Linked DNA regions of Mus musculus: regions 1 and 2 are each linked to region 3. A link is a contact called in public capture Hi-C and promoter capture Hi-C data. All regions are on one chromosome and are shown on one strand. Each heading gives the region's core, a stretch centred on a gene start, on an enhancer-like site or on the middle of the called end of the contact. The rest is flanking DNA. Distances are from core to core; before and after follow the strand shown. Region 1 holds the start of Rbbp8nl (RBBP8 N-terminal like). Region 2 holds the start of Ntsr1 (neurotensin receptor 1). Region 3 holds the start of Chrna4 (cholinergic receptor, nicotinic, alpha polypeptide 4).

The links. Promoter capture Hi-C pulls out the DNA fragments that hold promoters and counts their contacts. Capture Hi-C pulls out chosen DNA fragments and counts their contacts.
Region 1: a contact with region 3 is called in a capture Hi-C map of embryonic stem cells, with 2.6 times the contacts expected there. The contact joins the promoter of Rbbp8nl here to the promoter of Chrna4 in region 3. A contact is called at or near these places in 9 of 39 promoter capture datasets (the 3T3-L1 cell line, 3T3-L1-derived adipocytes, the HPC-7 cell line and 5 more) and 1 of 9 other capture datasets (embryonic stem cells).
Region 2: a promoter capture Hi-C map of stem cell-derived epiblast-like cells shows a contact between it and region 3, with 3 times the contacts expected there. The contact joins the promoter of Ntsr1 here to the promoter of Chrna4 in region 3. A contact is called at or near these places in 2 of 39 promoter capture datasets (liver and stem cell-derived epiblast-like cells), 1 of 115 datasets of contacts at active chromatin or transcription factors (embryonic stem cells) and 1 of 9 other capture datasets (embryonic stem cells).

The regions. Positions count from the first base shown.
Region 1 is chr2:180,287,988-180,292,792 of GRCm38.p6, reverse strand. It overlaps Rbbp8nl (RBBP8 N-terminal like), which reads left to right and starts at 2,914. Exons shown (of 13, transcript NM_173031.3): 1 at 2,914-3,016. Gm29943 (a long non-coding RNA gene) reads right to left here and starts at 2,098. Exons shown (of 3, transcript XR_867153.1): 1 at 2,006-2,098.
Region 2 is chr2:180,498,375-180,502,569 of GRCm38.p6, reverse strand. It overlaps Ntsr1 (neurotensin receptor 1), which reads right to left and starts at 2,594. Exons shown (of 4, transcript NM_018766.2): 1 at 1,439-2,594. The coding sequence starts at 2,152.
Region 3 is chr2:181,037,344-181,041,952 of GRCm38.p6, reverse strand. It overlaps Chrna4 (cholinergic receptor, nicotinic, alpha polypeptide 4), which reads left to right and starts at 2,776. Exons shown (of 6, transcript NM_015730.5): 1 at 2,776-2,961; 2 at 4,383-4,534. The coding sequence starts at 2,880.

The DNA.
Region 1 (4,805 bases), core at 1,665-4,164, 750 kb after region 3:
CCCCCACCACACCACCCCCTACTCCCACCCCCTACTTCCCACCCTCTACCCCTACCACCCCTATCCCCCATCCCACACACACACACACCCCTCCATCTGACCCACCACCTCACTCCCAGCCAGACCAGGATCCTGCCTGGCCCAGACTCCACTTCATCCTTCCAGCCCAGTGTGCTGCATTTGGACATGCTGAGAGGAAGAAAACAGAGGATGCAGAACCACAGACCAGCATGTATAAGGCCCTGGGTTCTACCCCCAACACAATTAAAAAAAAAAAAAAAAAAAGAAAAGAAAAAGAAAATTCAGCCATTAAAGTCCAGTTGTATTAAACTAAGCCAATAGTGTTTAATTACAGGATGAATATGCCCAGATGAGTCCACCCACAACCACAACCAAGAACCTGACAGTCCCATCACCCAAGAAGCCAGTTCCTGGGCTGCTTGTCTGAGGAAATCCTGTTCTCTACCACCTAGTCTGCGCCATCTCACGTGGAGCAGAGGCATGGACATCAGAACCCAGCCTCTGGATCAGCGAGGAGTTTTCCATTTCAGAGCTTGGCTCCGTTGTTTATTCCCTGGCCAGCCCAGTTGCAATTGGTTATAAATAAATACAGCTGCCAGGACATCAGTCTGGCTGCTGGGCTGCAGAGCCAGTGTGTGTGAACTGACCTCTGAGAAAGCAGTCTCTGTTAAGTTACTGACAGGTTAACACTGGTTAACACCACTTCCCTGTTTATCCATCAAGCCCCAAGCAGGGTCTCACAGCTGAGTGCCTACTGAGGTAGACCCTGGCAAAAGCTTTAGCTGCAACCTCACCTCAGGGTTCCTTCTGAGCTGCCTACAAAGCATACTGTGCAGACAAGTCCCTGGCCCGGAGAGATTGTGACCCAAGTCACAGAAGAGCTAGGATTCAACTGGCTGGGGCAGGACCTGGGGACCAAGGAAACGGGACAGAATTGCAGGGTCCAAACTTCAGCTCTGGTCGAGAGATAAGCCTACACTGCTGGCATGAAGCATGTGGCTTTTCCTCCCCACAGAGAATTCACCAGACCTGTGTACACACACCAGGGCATGTACACACATCCCCAGGCATGCGCACACACAGTCCCAAGGCATGCATACACAGCCTCTAGACATGCACATTCAACCTCTAGGCATGCACGCACAGCCCCCAGGAATGTATGTACAGTCCCCTAGACAGATACACAAAGCCTCTAGCCTGTAGACCCTGCCACACACATCAGAAAAAGTCCATACACATAGCACAACATAGCACCTATCGAACAGTCACGAGCTGAGGAACTACAGCCAGCTGCTTTCAAATGCCAAGACTTGTGCACCAGACCTGGCTGAGCCAGGGGCTGCTGCACAATGTCTTAGGCTAGGGCCGACAGAAGACAAAGGTATACCTCTCGTGGTCTTGGATGAAGAAAGTCCAAAAGCAGATCTGATGACAACCTTCTGTCTGTGTCACCTGGCAAAGTGGGGCAGAGCTCTCTGCTCTCTGTAAGAGCACTGGTGCTATTCATGGGGCTCTGTCCTTTATGTCCCGATTGCCACCCAAGTCCCCAAGTACTACAGCCTCGGTGTTAAGAAGTCAACATATTGGGGGAGGGGGGGGTGCACTTCAGACATTAGCCAAAAACAGGCAAAGCCTCTGTCTACTTGCACACAAGTCCCCTTTCTCTCAGGCTGAGCCCACAGGGAACATGCCCTCTCCCTCCTGTGGAGCCCATGCAACGAACAGATACACACGTGCTGAGCAGGCAGACACCTCTCACAAAGGTCCAGACAGAAGGTAAAGAATATGCAATGTGTCTCTAGTGCTCTATAGCCTAAAATCTTCCTCTTCCTGGAGCCTAGACAGTCATCCTTACCTAAGACCATCCATTCTCACCCTAAGCTCAGGGCCAGCTGCCAGCAGCAGGAAGTCTTCTATCCTTCAAGACCCAAGACTTCCTCCTCTCCTAGTCAACGTGGTTGCTCTACAGACCCTCATTACCTACCTTCTGTGGCTCCGTGTGTGAGCGAGGGAGCCTGCTTGCTTCTGGGCAGAGTCAGGCAAGCTGGAGTAAGAGATGTTGAAAGGCACGTGAGCGAGAGAGAGAAGGGGGCAGGGCATCCATAGCCTCAGAGGACTCTGTTTCCTGCAGGAGTGCAGCCACAATGTCACTGTCCAAGCCAGCCCCTGCCCTATGTGTCACGCCATGGTTCTACTCATCAGGGTCATCCTGAAATCCAGAGATGCCCATCCACTGTGATACCCACAACCTGAGGCTTAGCCCCTAACCACCTCTACCAATGAGCAGAAGCCAGCTGTCTGTCTCAGGAAGGCCACAATGGGTACTGCAGAGCCCCAGACCCAGTGATGTCTCTAAATAGTAGTCTCCAGAGGCTCACACCCTGGGTGTTTTGTTTTGTTTTGTTTTGTTTTGTTTTGTTTTGTTTTGTTTTGTTTGTTTAATCCACAAAGTCAGGACTATTGAACTCTATCTATCCAATGTCATTCTGGCCGCAGACTAAAAATATAAAGGTTAGACAGGAAAACTTCACCTGCTCAAGGTCAACCCAAGGCAAGCTGGATGTAGATAGCATAAGGGTCCTCTAAACATCTGACTCCCGAGTGGCAAGGCCAACAGCATCTCCCCTTCCTTCATAAAGGCCCACACAGCCTGCCTGTGCTCTGGGCTGGCCAGTACTCCTGTCCAGAGTCACACAGGATGCTGCGGAGATGGTCAAGCTGAGGCACCCAGGCGGCTCGGATTAGGGAGAAACAATTCAGCTCTATGCACATGGCCAGCCGGTTCTTCCACTCTCCCAGAGATGGCCAGACCAGTCTGGCGGCTTTAGTCAGTCCCTGCCTCCTTGCAGCTCCCGGCTGGGAGAATCGGAAACCTGTCAGGCGGGTTTGGTCAAAATTCTGTCTTGCAAGTTCATACTGCTCGCTCCTATCTCTCCCGGGTGGGGATCACTGAGGACCGAGGCCCCTGGAGGTCCAAGGCTGGCCAAGTGGCCATGTGAGTACACGATTACAGCAGACAGGGCCCTTCCAGGAGCCGGGTGGACTGGAGTCGTTGGGGTGCTCACCAAGGGGGCTAGAGACCCAGCTCAGGCTTCATAGCAGGAGGCCGGAGACAGGAAGCAGAAAGCCTGGGAGGCGGGAGGCAGGGACAGGCAGGCTGGCCTGCCTTCACTGTGTGTGGTATGGAGGACTACCTGATGCCTGGTCCTGGGGACCAAGCAAGGAGGAGGAAGACTCAAGGATTTCCTGGGCAGCAATTTGGGTGCAGCAAAAGCAAAGCCAGGTATGACACTGTGGCCCCCATCTCTGCAAGGGGTTCCAGGACCTAGAAATAGGCTGGTGGCCAGCACTGTGTCTTGGATCACTCACTGTCCCCTTCCTTGTGGGTCCAGAGACTTTGCAGCCACGGAAAAGAAAGGAGCACAAAGCCAGGTCCAGCCACCCATAGCTCAGAGCATGCCTGGGGACATTGTCAGGCCCTAAGATTGAGGCAGTGGCTCTAAGTACTTCAGCAGGCATTGGGAGACAGTAAGATCAATCACTAGCCTATTCCGTCCCCCGCCCCCAGGCCTGGAAGGCGGGAGTCAGGTTGCAGGGCCCTCTGTTACCTGACCTGTTACCTAAGCTGCCTTATTTTTTTACTTGTGCCCTGGTAGGCAGTGTGCGCACAAGCATGGGGCGTGCAAATGTTCGTGCCCACCTGCCTGTGTGTACACAGCCATCCTTAACCCCGTGCAAGGGGTGTGCGTGGCGGGGGGATGGGCTGAACTTGTGCAAAGGCGTTTACTTTGGGCATGGACTCAGATGTGGGTTTCTCAAACTGAAAGCGTTGTTCTGTCTGTGGTGGCTGCCTGTCTATCGGGGCCTATGTATCAGAGAGATCCAAAGCCACCAAGAAAGCGTCTCTCGATAAAGCCCACCACCCGACTGACCAAAGCGGTTGCTAGGAGGTCTTTTTGTGTCTAGGCCATATCTCGTGTGAGCTGGTGATTGTAGATATATAACATTTCTGATCTCAAGTCTCTATCAAATAGGAGCTTCTATGGGTGACCATGATGAGATGTGGGAACACATGGGTTAGAAGCACTGTGTTCCCTGCCCAGCCCTCTCTGGAGCACACATGGAAGCTCCCGCTACATACCAGGCTCCTTCTGCCTCCCCAGTCACCACTACCAGATTTATGAATGGGAAAACCAAGGCACAACCAGACAAGTAGCTTGTCTGAAACCACTGTGGGATGCTTTGTCCGTCACAGCAGCATCCCACACAGAGAATGAGATGAGATGGACCAGCTAGACTCTGGTTGGTTCAAATCCAGCTTCTGCCTTCTTGCCTCTGGTCTGCCCCATGCCTGCAGGCTGATTCCATAGCATGAGATGCTCAGTACATCCTCCAAGGTCAAATGGGCTCCAACCACGTTCTGGTGGTGTTGCTTGGCCCTGCCAAGGTAGGCCAAGTAACAGCTTGGCTTCCTTGGCTAAACGCTGGGACGATGTTAGCTTGCCTGAGCCAGAAAATCCCTAGTGAAATATAGGTACAGAGGTACAATGTGCAACAGCAACTGCTGCTGTTACCACCGCTGTGGTCAATGCTGACTTTTGTGGCTACGTAGGCCACATCTGGTCTAGATGAATAGACCAGACCATCAGACCATCCTTAAAGACACAAAACCAGGTCTGCTGAGAGTCCTCGTCCCTTGAGGGCCTGATAAAAGACAGGGGGCTAGGCATTAAGGACAATCAGACAGGGTGGCTGTCATTGGCCTCCTCTGACTTAGCACTCCT
Region 2 (4,195 bases), core at 1,345-3,844, 540 kb after region 3:
TCCCCCTGAGGAGTGGCAGCTCAGGGGGGACCTCACACAGGGACACTTATCCCCATGGCCCACCTCAGAGATGCACTGTTGAGTTGCCTGGCATCGGAATGTGGGTTACAACTGACCCAGCATTTCTGGTGTCTGGGTGTTGCCTGGACATACCATGTGACCACAGAATCTCACTGTGAGGATCTGGGAGTCTATAGATGGCTTGGTGAAGAAAGAAACAGACAGATGGCACAGCCAGCTTCCCTGGAGGACCCTCTAACATGGCAGGAGCCCTCAGCCAGATCCTCTCATTTGCTGCTTTTCTTGACCACCCTGTGGTGAAAGAGAACCCTCCCTGTATTTCTACAGTTGCCCAGGATCTACAGCCAAGAAATTATTCTAAACTTCCTTCCCCCTGCCCTCCCCCCCCCCCCCCGCCTCCTTCCTGGTTGTTGTTCTTACTTTCCAGCTTGCCTCAAACTTGTAATCCTCCTGCCTCAGCCTCTGGAGTATTGGCACAATCAACCATGCCTGGCTTAAAATGTCACTTCTGCTCTGGCTGCCCCTGTGGATGCCCCCTTCCCACCTCAAGGTCTGCTCCTGATGAGCTTTCTGCCATGTTGAGTTACTCTGCTGGTAACTTCCGAGGAGGGCTCCCATCTGGTCCCCTGGTGCTACGCTCAGACCGCAGAGGACTGTAGTCTATCATCCCAATCTTTTTTTCTTTACCTCGTCATACCAAAGACACTTCAGATTGCTCTGCAGAAACAGCACTAACAGCAGCAAGGGCCTGGAGTGCTTCAGACTGGGGGCCTGCAAACCCCTCTCTGAGCCCTCCTGACCATGTTTTGATCACCTCCCTTCACAGACAGGGAAAGTGTAACTCAACTGGGAACAATTCCAAGATTAAAGCTCCAGCTCTTGGATTTGGGTCCAGGAGAGGCAGCCAGAAGGCCTTGGGGACTCAGCCTGGGAAGTCAGGGATTCCTGATGGCTGATGGCAACCTTCTTCCCTGAGAGTATCCTCGGGCTTACAGTAAACAGAAGTCACTGATTGGGGCTCAAGCCCCCTTCAACAGGAGGGGAGGAAGCAGGGAGGGGCATGCAACTGGGAGTGAAAAGTTGAGGAGGAGTTGATGGCTATGCCCCGCCCCTTCCCAACCTCCTAAGAGGAGCCTTGCTGAGCGCTCTCCATATGTTGCTCAGTATGATGTCACTGGGGCCTACTTTGGGACAAGGGAGAAGAATAAAGTGCTTCTGAGGCACAGTTCTTTCCACAAGGCAACACGGCTGTGTCTCTCCCCAGGTGGTGCCTTGAATCACCGGGACTTCTGAGGTGACACTGCTAAAAGTCTCTGTGTGGCTCCAATAGAAAGAAACAGCCAGACGGGAAACCAGCTGCCCTGGTGTGCCCTCTAATGTGCCACAGCTCAGAGAGTCCCCTTTTAGATGTTCTTACCTGGATGACGACCTTGACGGTGGCTGTGTCCACCGTGGGTGTGCACACCAGGCCACCAGGGTGCTGGCCATCGGCACTGCGGTTCTGCAGGCCCATGGTGAAAAGCATGGGTACAGCCAGCAGCGCCGAGGCTAGCCATATGGCACTGATGAATTTCTTGGTGCGGCTGCGGGACATGAGGGTCTTGGCCTTGAAGGGATGGCAGATGGCCAAGTAGCGCTCCACACTCAGGCTGGCTACATTGAGGGCTGTGGCATAGGTGCAGGCATCTCGCAGGAAATAGTAGCCACGGCAGCCAGCATCCCCAAAGGCCCAGGGATGGTGCACCCAGATGAAGTTGTACAGCTCCACGGGCATGGCCAGCAGCAGGATGAGCAGGTCAGACAGTGCCAGGCTACCCAGGTGGTAATGCACAGTGCTCTGCAGGCTCTGCAGCGACTTCTTCCGCGCTAGAGTGAAGGCTGTCACCGAGTTGCCCACAGTGCCCACCACAAAAAGTGCCAGGTATACAGCGGTCACCAGCACCTTGGAATAAATGTCAGTGTTCACGTCCAGGTTGCTGTTGGGCTCCAGGATGGATTCTGAGGAATTGCCAGAACCATTGCTCAAGCTGAGCGCCAGGAGCATCGTCTCCAGTCCGAACTGTGGATGTGGGAAGGGCTGGGCACCGGGTTCACTTGGGGCTCCCTGCTGCACGGAGCTGTTGAGGTGCATGGTGGGCGCCAGATATGCGGCTTTGTCCTGCACCTTTGAAGGTGAAAGTCCCTCCAGGGGCAGATGAGGAGGCGCTCAGAGGAGAGGGTGTGGAAGCTAAGGGGGGCGTGCCGTCCGGCGGCGAAGCCAGCTATCCAGGAGATCCTGGGAGCTCTGGGGCTCGAGACGTGCCGGCTCAGGGATCCACTCTTCTTTCTCCTTCAGAGTCTGGGATCTGCTTTCCGGTTCTTCCTCGGCACCCCCCCTGGCTCCGAGCCTGCCTAGATCGGGGCTGCTACCGACCTCCAGATTCTGTGGTTGGTTCTCTGCACTCCTGGGTGGCAGCGATGTCCTCAGGACCGCGACCCTGCTGGCTTGTGCTTCGTTGGGCGAGCCTGTGGCGCAGAGAGGAGCGCACGCACGGCTGCCCAGCGTGCTCACCCTCGTTCTCCCTCTTCTGCTTGGAGCTCTTCCCGCACCCGACTTCGCACACCTCCTGCTGCGCCGGAGCCTGCCGGGCTCCTCGCGCTTCCACTGAGCTGGCGGCTGCGCGGCGCGCCCAGCAGTGGAGGAGGGTGGGTGTTGGAGAGTCAGAGACGCCACAGCCACTGTCCCCTCCCCACCCGGATACTGGCTGACGGTTGCTCCTGCACGCTCCCGGGGACCACCTGGGCTAGGATGAGTACCCCAGGAAGCAGAATTCCCTACCAGGCGAGGGAGAATGAGGGGATATTGGATCTTTCCTTTCAACCTCTCCTGGGCAGCACGATCTTTCTTTCACGATCGTTGGTCCCAACTTCTCCCACCCCAAAAAGAAAGCTCCCCGTAGCCGTCTTCAGCTCCCTTAGTGACACGAGGGTGTACTCGAGGGGAAGGCGGAGAAGGAGGCGGCACCCTGCTGATAAGTCAGGGCCTTTGTACAACTGCCTCGACCTCCTCCCTTCTGGGTGCCTGTGGGGTGCCAGAAGCACCCAGGGGGGCCCTCTAGCCTGTGAAGGGTCTGGTGAAGGAAAGCATAGAGCAGGAAGTTAGAGCAGCCCATCTCTCCACGCAGTCTCACGGTCTTAGCTGCCTTTGGGTATGATGGGACCTTCTGCCCTCCTGTAGCCACCTGGATTTGGTCACTAGCAGTGACTCTCAGAGCTGGTGCCCTGTCGTTTCAGAGGGGAAGGGCAGGTTTGTGGGCGACACAGAGCTGCGTCTGTCCTTGCAGGAAACCCTGAAGCCTGTGCACTCAGCCCAGCACAGCTTTTCTCAGGGGACCCTGCCCCAGTCAGGGACCCGGGGAACAAAGGTCTTTTCATCTTGTCCTCTTTGGCAGGGGCCCTGGCCAGAGCTTCCAGGCTTGCTGCCATCTTGCTTGCCCCAGGGCCCTTGCCTCTATTTCCCCACTTGGCTCTCTCAGCCTTTCTCCTGCCCTCTTCCTCCAGAAAACTCCTCCCTGGATCCTGGAGAGTCCCAGGGCAGGAGGGAAGGAAGGCTCAGGGATTGCCGTCCCTGCATGGACCTGGCTGGCTGTACCTGCTGCGCTGGAACTAGGGGTCCTGAGTGGGGGAGAGAAAGGGTAATGAGAGAAGTGGGTGAGGCTTTGACCCAGACCAGGGATCCCTGCGCAGCCAGCGACCCTCAGGCTTCAGTGCCTACTCACACAAAAGCTGGTGCCCTCCACAGAATGTTAACACATGAAAAGCAGTGCTTAAACACTTGGTTTCCAAAGGAAACTACTGTGTCCCCTTAAGAGAAGCCAGTACAGCAGGCTGAGGGTGTAGGGGTTGACCAGGCTTCTAATATTTGGGCAAGCCTCAGCTTCTTCCATTGTGGAAGGGAACTTGAAACCTGCCCTGATGGGTTGTGGCTGCTTGCCCATTGACTGCGGGTAAGGTGGGCTTGAGACTAGATTTGTTCTCCGACAGATTCTGTGCACCAACTTAATGAGCATGGGGAGGGCTGGGGAGGGCCTGCATGATTAGGAAGTAGTAGCACTAGGCTATATATGATCCCATGTCTCACTCCCCTGTGGTGTCCTTGGTCTCACCCAAACTCAACCACCAACAGTGCCGTCTG
Region 3 (4,609 bases), core at 1,527-4,026:
CTGACTCAGTCAGAAGCCAGGGTCTGATTCAGATTTGGTCTGAAGATTCCTACATCTGAGTTGTCTGGAAAGGGCTGAAGGAAATCACAGATCTGCAGTTACACCAACAGACTCAGATAGCGGGGGCCAAACCCTGTACACTAACATCCCCAGGTACAAGTGGACTCCCCAGCATCTATACTTTTGGAAGCCTCCGCGGGCTCACCCAGCTCACCACCCCTTTCCCAATCTCTGACTCCCTCTGAAACTGTGGGAAAGACTCAGGATGGAGAAAGCAAAGCGGCTTTACCCAGAAGGAGGTTTTGATTTGCATGGGGCAGGAGTCAGGACCCTCATCCCCGAACTAAGAAATAGATATCACTCAGGTGGTGAGAAGCCTTAGTCTGAGTACCTTTCTCCACAGCCATATCTGAATGACAGCACCTAACCAGAGTTCCAGGGAAGCTGGAAGAAACGCCAAGGGACCTGGATCATGGTTGGCCACTTCTATATATTTAAGAGGATCTAACACTGTGTAGTCCAGGCTGACCTCAAACTCACTATGTAACCCAGCCTTACTTTGAACCTGTGGCAGTCCTTCTGTCTCTGAGTACTGGAATTATAGGCACACACCACTCTGCATCTATCCTTGGCTTCTGGTATTAATAGAAGATAGAGCTGACTGTGTACACTGTCCTTGCTCTGTGCTAATATGAAGCAGAGGTGTCACATCAAGATGGCTGTAGACCCAGGTCCAGCTGCAGTTTTCCCATGTGGGACCTGTTGGCCTCACTGCTCTCCCCAGATCCCTCGGGGTCCACCATGCTAAGCCTTACACAGGCTTGCTTTCTGCCCCACAGGCAGTGCTCAGCCACAGGCTGATTTGTTCATCCAAGCCTACAAGTGTGCTTAGGAATACCTGGCTAGTGCAGGAATGGACTAACACATACATGAAGCGTGGAGCCATGGTCTGACTCTTTGGGGGACAGAGGTGGATGAGGACAAGCTAATCGGGGGGACTAGCCCTAGTGGTGAGCGTGGAAAGAGCAGAGGTCTACTGAGAAAGCCAAGCTTTCCCTTGGCTCCTGGAAAGTCTCCAGGCAGAAAGGGAACGGCTACCCAAAGAACATTCTTCGCATGAGGTCAGGGTGCCTACTCTAAAGCTCGATAGCCTGTTTTAGGATCCCACTACTGAATGTGTGATCATGAGCAAGTTGCTTAAATCTTCTTGCACCCACCTGGGAAGGCATAGGTAAAAGAATTAGCCTTTGAGGGTACTGTGGGAGTCTGGCATACCAACACACCCTCAGTGTTTGGGCCAGCATCTAGGAGGGCACAGGAGGAGAACAATGGCCACTGCGAAGGTGATCTGCCCTGGAGGAGAGTATTTGAGAAGTCCTATTGTAGGCTTTGCTTACAGAGCGTAGGCAGATGGCTCCTGTGACCTGGAGGAGTCTGAAGGTTCCAGAGCAGGTATGTGACATATGTATTCACTGTAGGCCAGCAGGCAAGAGAGCTAGGTACACTACTGTTGGAGGGGCATACAGAGGAGGGGGGTGGAGCAAGGTAGGGAGATGGGAAAGAGGAGGGTAGGCATGGGAGCCCTGTACTGTTGGGGTTGGGGGGTCGGTACGGAAGGTCAAAGGGACAGTCAACCTCAGAGCCACCATGTCTGGGAACAGAGAGGTATGTGCTATAGGGACAGGGACAGCACTTTCTTGCCTTCAACTTCAGGATTGTCTCCATCTTGGGGCTTGGAGTCAACGGCAGAGTCTCTGGGACAAGGCATGGTTGGGATCTGGCTTTTGGTGTTGGACAGGGTTTCTTTCTTCTTGGGAACCCGTTGTCTCTCCTTCCATCACCTGCTGCTTAGATGCCCCCTCCCTCTCGCACCTCCCCCCCAGCCTCCCCCCCGCCCCCCCGCGTGCCACCAAAGCACTCTAGGAACCAAAGTACTCGAGCACCTTCTCCTTAGTGGCATCCCTCAGGACCATCCCTAGCACCCTACAGCTTGTCTCCAAGCACCTCTCCTCTCTGGCCAGTAGCTCGCTGCCCACAGAGCTGGGGTAGGGAACTGCTTTCATGCTGACAGTTTACCGAGAAGGCAGGGGCAGAGAATCTGCACGCTTAAAAAGGACAAAGATGGACCTTGGTCCCTAGCTGGCCCTGCGAAGGTCTGGATACCAGGTTCTTCTCACTAAAAAGGTGACACGGGGCCTGGGCGTCACAGGATGATTCTTGGACTTGCGGTGCAGGAGGAGGGCGGAAGGCTGATGGGGAGTGGGTTCTTTCCTCTCAGGGTTGGGCTAAGGAAGGAGACTTGTTATTTCTAAAATGCAAACAGTCACGCCAAGGAGGGGTGAAGTGATGGAGTTAGCCAGTGCCCAACAGGGCGCCCTCCTCGCGCGCACAGTCCCTGAATGCGCACCCGCAGTCTTCACGCTGCCGGCAGGGTTAGGGCTGGAGACCAGGGTTAGGGGCTCATTTCCAAAAGGCGCCGAGATGACTGGAATGACCACGGAGTCCCCAGCCCCTCCCGGCATGTCGGGAGCCTCAGGAGGACAAGGAAACTTTACCCCCACAAGGGGCAGAGCACGGCCTCCACATACCCTCGGGGCCCGGTCCGCCCCCTCCTCCCGCTCTCTCCCTCCTCCCTTCAGTCCCTCCCCCTCCTCCCCTCTCGCCGGCGGCTGGAGGCTGCAGGTCCGGGCGGGGCCGCGCCGCGGAGCCCACAACCTCGAGCTCCCGCCCCGCCGCCGCACCCCGCGGGACGAGCTGCGGAGCCCGGTTTGGGGACGAGCGGCCGCGACACGGGGCATGAAGTTGGGTGCGCGCGGGTCTCGGAGCGGAGGCGCGGTACTGCCGGGAGCCGCCCTCGTCTAGAGCCCGTTCTGTGAGCCATGGAGATCGGGGGCTCCGGGGCGCCGCCGCCGCTGCTGCTCCTGCCGCTCCTGCTGCTCTTAGGGACCGGCCTCTTGCCTGGTAAGTTTCGAAACGCGAAACGGGCCTTTTTCTCCCGGGTCCTGGCACCTAGGACTCCGGGGCTAGGGGAGAGGAGGCCCGGGGCTGCGGTTCCAAGCCGCGGGTGCGAGCAACGGGATAGCCACAGAGACTCCTCCACCCACTACAGCTTCGATGTCCTGCAGTGCTAGCTGAGCCAGAGAGGAAGGAATCAGCCTCCAAGTGCTGGGAGAGGGGGTTTGAGTAAAGGCGGGGGGGGGGGTGGTCTGACTGCATTTCGGAGCTGGAATCAGAACCTCCAAGTAGGATAGAGGTGGAGTCCACCTAGGAGGGAGGTTCCATCCAGCCAAATCTCGCCTTCAGACCGCCCCCATGTCTGTCCCTGTTTTCAGGGATCTACCCCTACCACCCCCCGGAGTTCCACCCTACCCTTTCTGCTCCCCCAGGCTTCCTCCACCTCTCTTCCTCTGAGCGGACACCTTTCACTCTAACCCGTGATGGGGCTTCCTGCAGTTATTTAATCCTGGCCTTCCCACTGAGCAGAGGGGTTATGCCTTACTGGTCGGTTCAAGACACCAGGAAGAATGAGGTTGAGGTGGGGAGGCTGGGGGGGGGGGGACTCTAGGAGTCCTCTCCTAAGGAGTTCCCATGTCTCTCAGGTGAGCAAGAGCCAGTAGACAGCAGAGGCTCCCCTCTTTCTTCCCAACCCCCTCTTTTGATGCAGCAACCCAGCAAATGGAGGTAGGGAGGCCCCCTAGCCACGTAGGGGGCCAATGGAGAGGACACAGATGGGCTGCTGGCTGGTGGAATGAGGGGGCACCCTCTTCATGAAGCAGTGTGGCGCTTATCCATGGAATCTTATATCCGTCTATGAACACAAGGTCCTGGCAGCCCCGAGGCTCTGCGTTCATTGTCAGGCTGTACCCTAGAAGCCCAGGCAGCAGGACCACTCCTGTGGACAGAGGCTCAAGCTCCTGCAGCCATGAGATGTGGTGCACAGTCCTCTTTCATTCACCACCACCACCCATCCTAGCTGCCCCATACACCTTCTGCCACCCAGCCCCACCCCCCAACCCCTGCTGTCCCTTTACATCCTTTGTCTCTGCCGGTCACTGGAGATAGGGCACTTCCATCCAAAGTGATTGTCTGCAGGGGAGCTCTACCCCATTAATTCAGTGTTCACTATGTCAGTTGTCTTGTTTTCCTGGTGGAGTGCAGGAGGGCCTGATCCATTCATTCTTGGGGCCCTGGAAAGGCTTCCTTGAGGGGAGGAGTGGAGGTGCGGGGGGGGGGGGGGGACGACGACGACAAGGCAGCATGCCCAGGGGCCTGAGGTGGAAGAGAAATCAGAAGGAAGGGCTGTGATGGCATGGGGTCTGGTGTGGGGCTAGAGCAGCAGCTTCTGTGGTCACCTGTCCTTAAACTTTCTGCCTCCCCCACAGCTAGCAGCCACATAGAGACCCGGGCCCATGCGGAGGAGCGGCTCCTGAAGAGACTCTTCTCTGGCTACAACAAGTGGTCTCGGCCAGTAGCCAATATCTCAGATGTGGTCCTTGTCCGCTTTGGCTTGTCGATTGCTCAGCTCATTGATGTGGTAGGTATGGGGATGCCCTGGTGTTACATAGGACAATGGGGTCACCCTGCTGGAGTTATCACACTGAGACTCCAT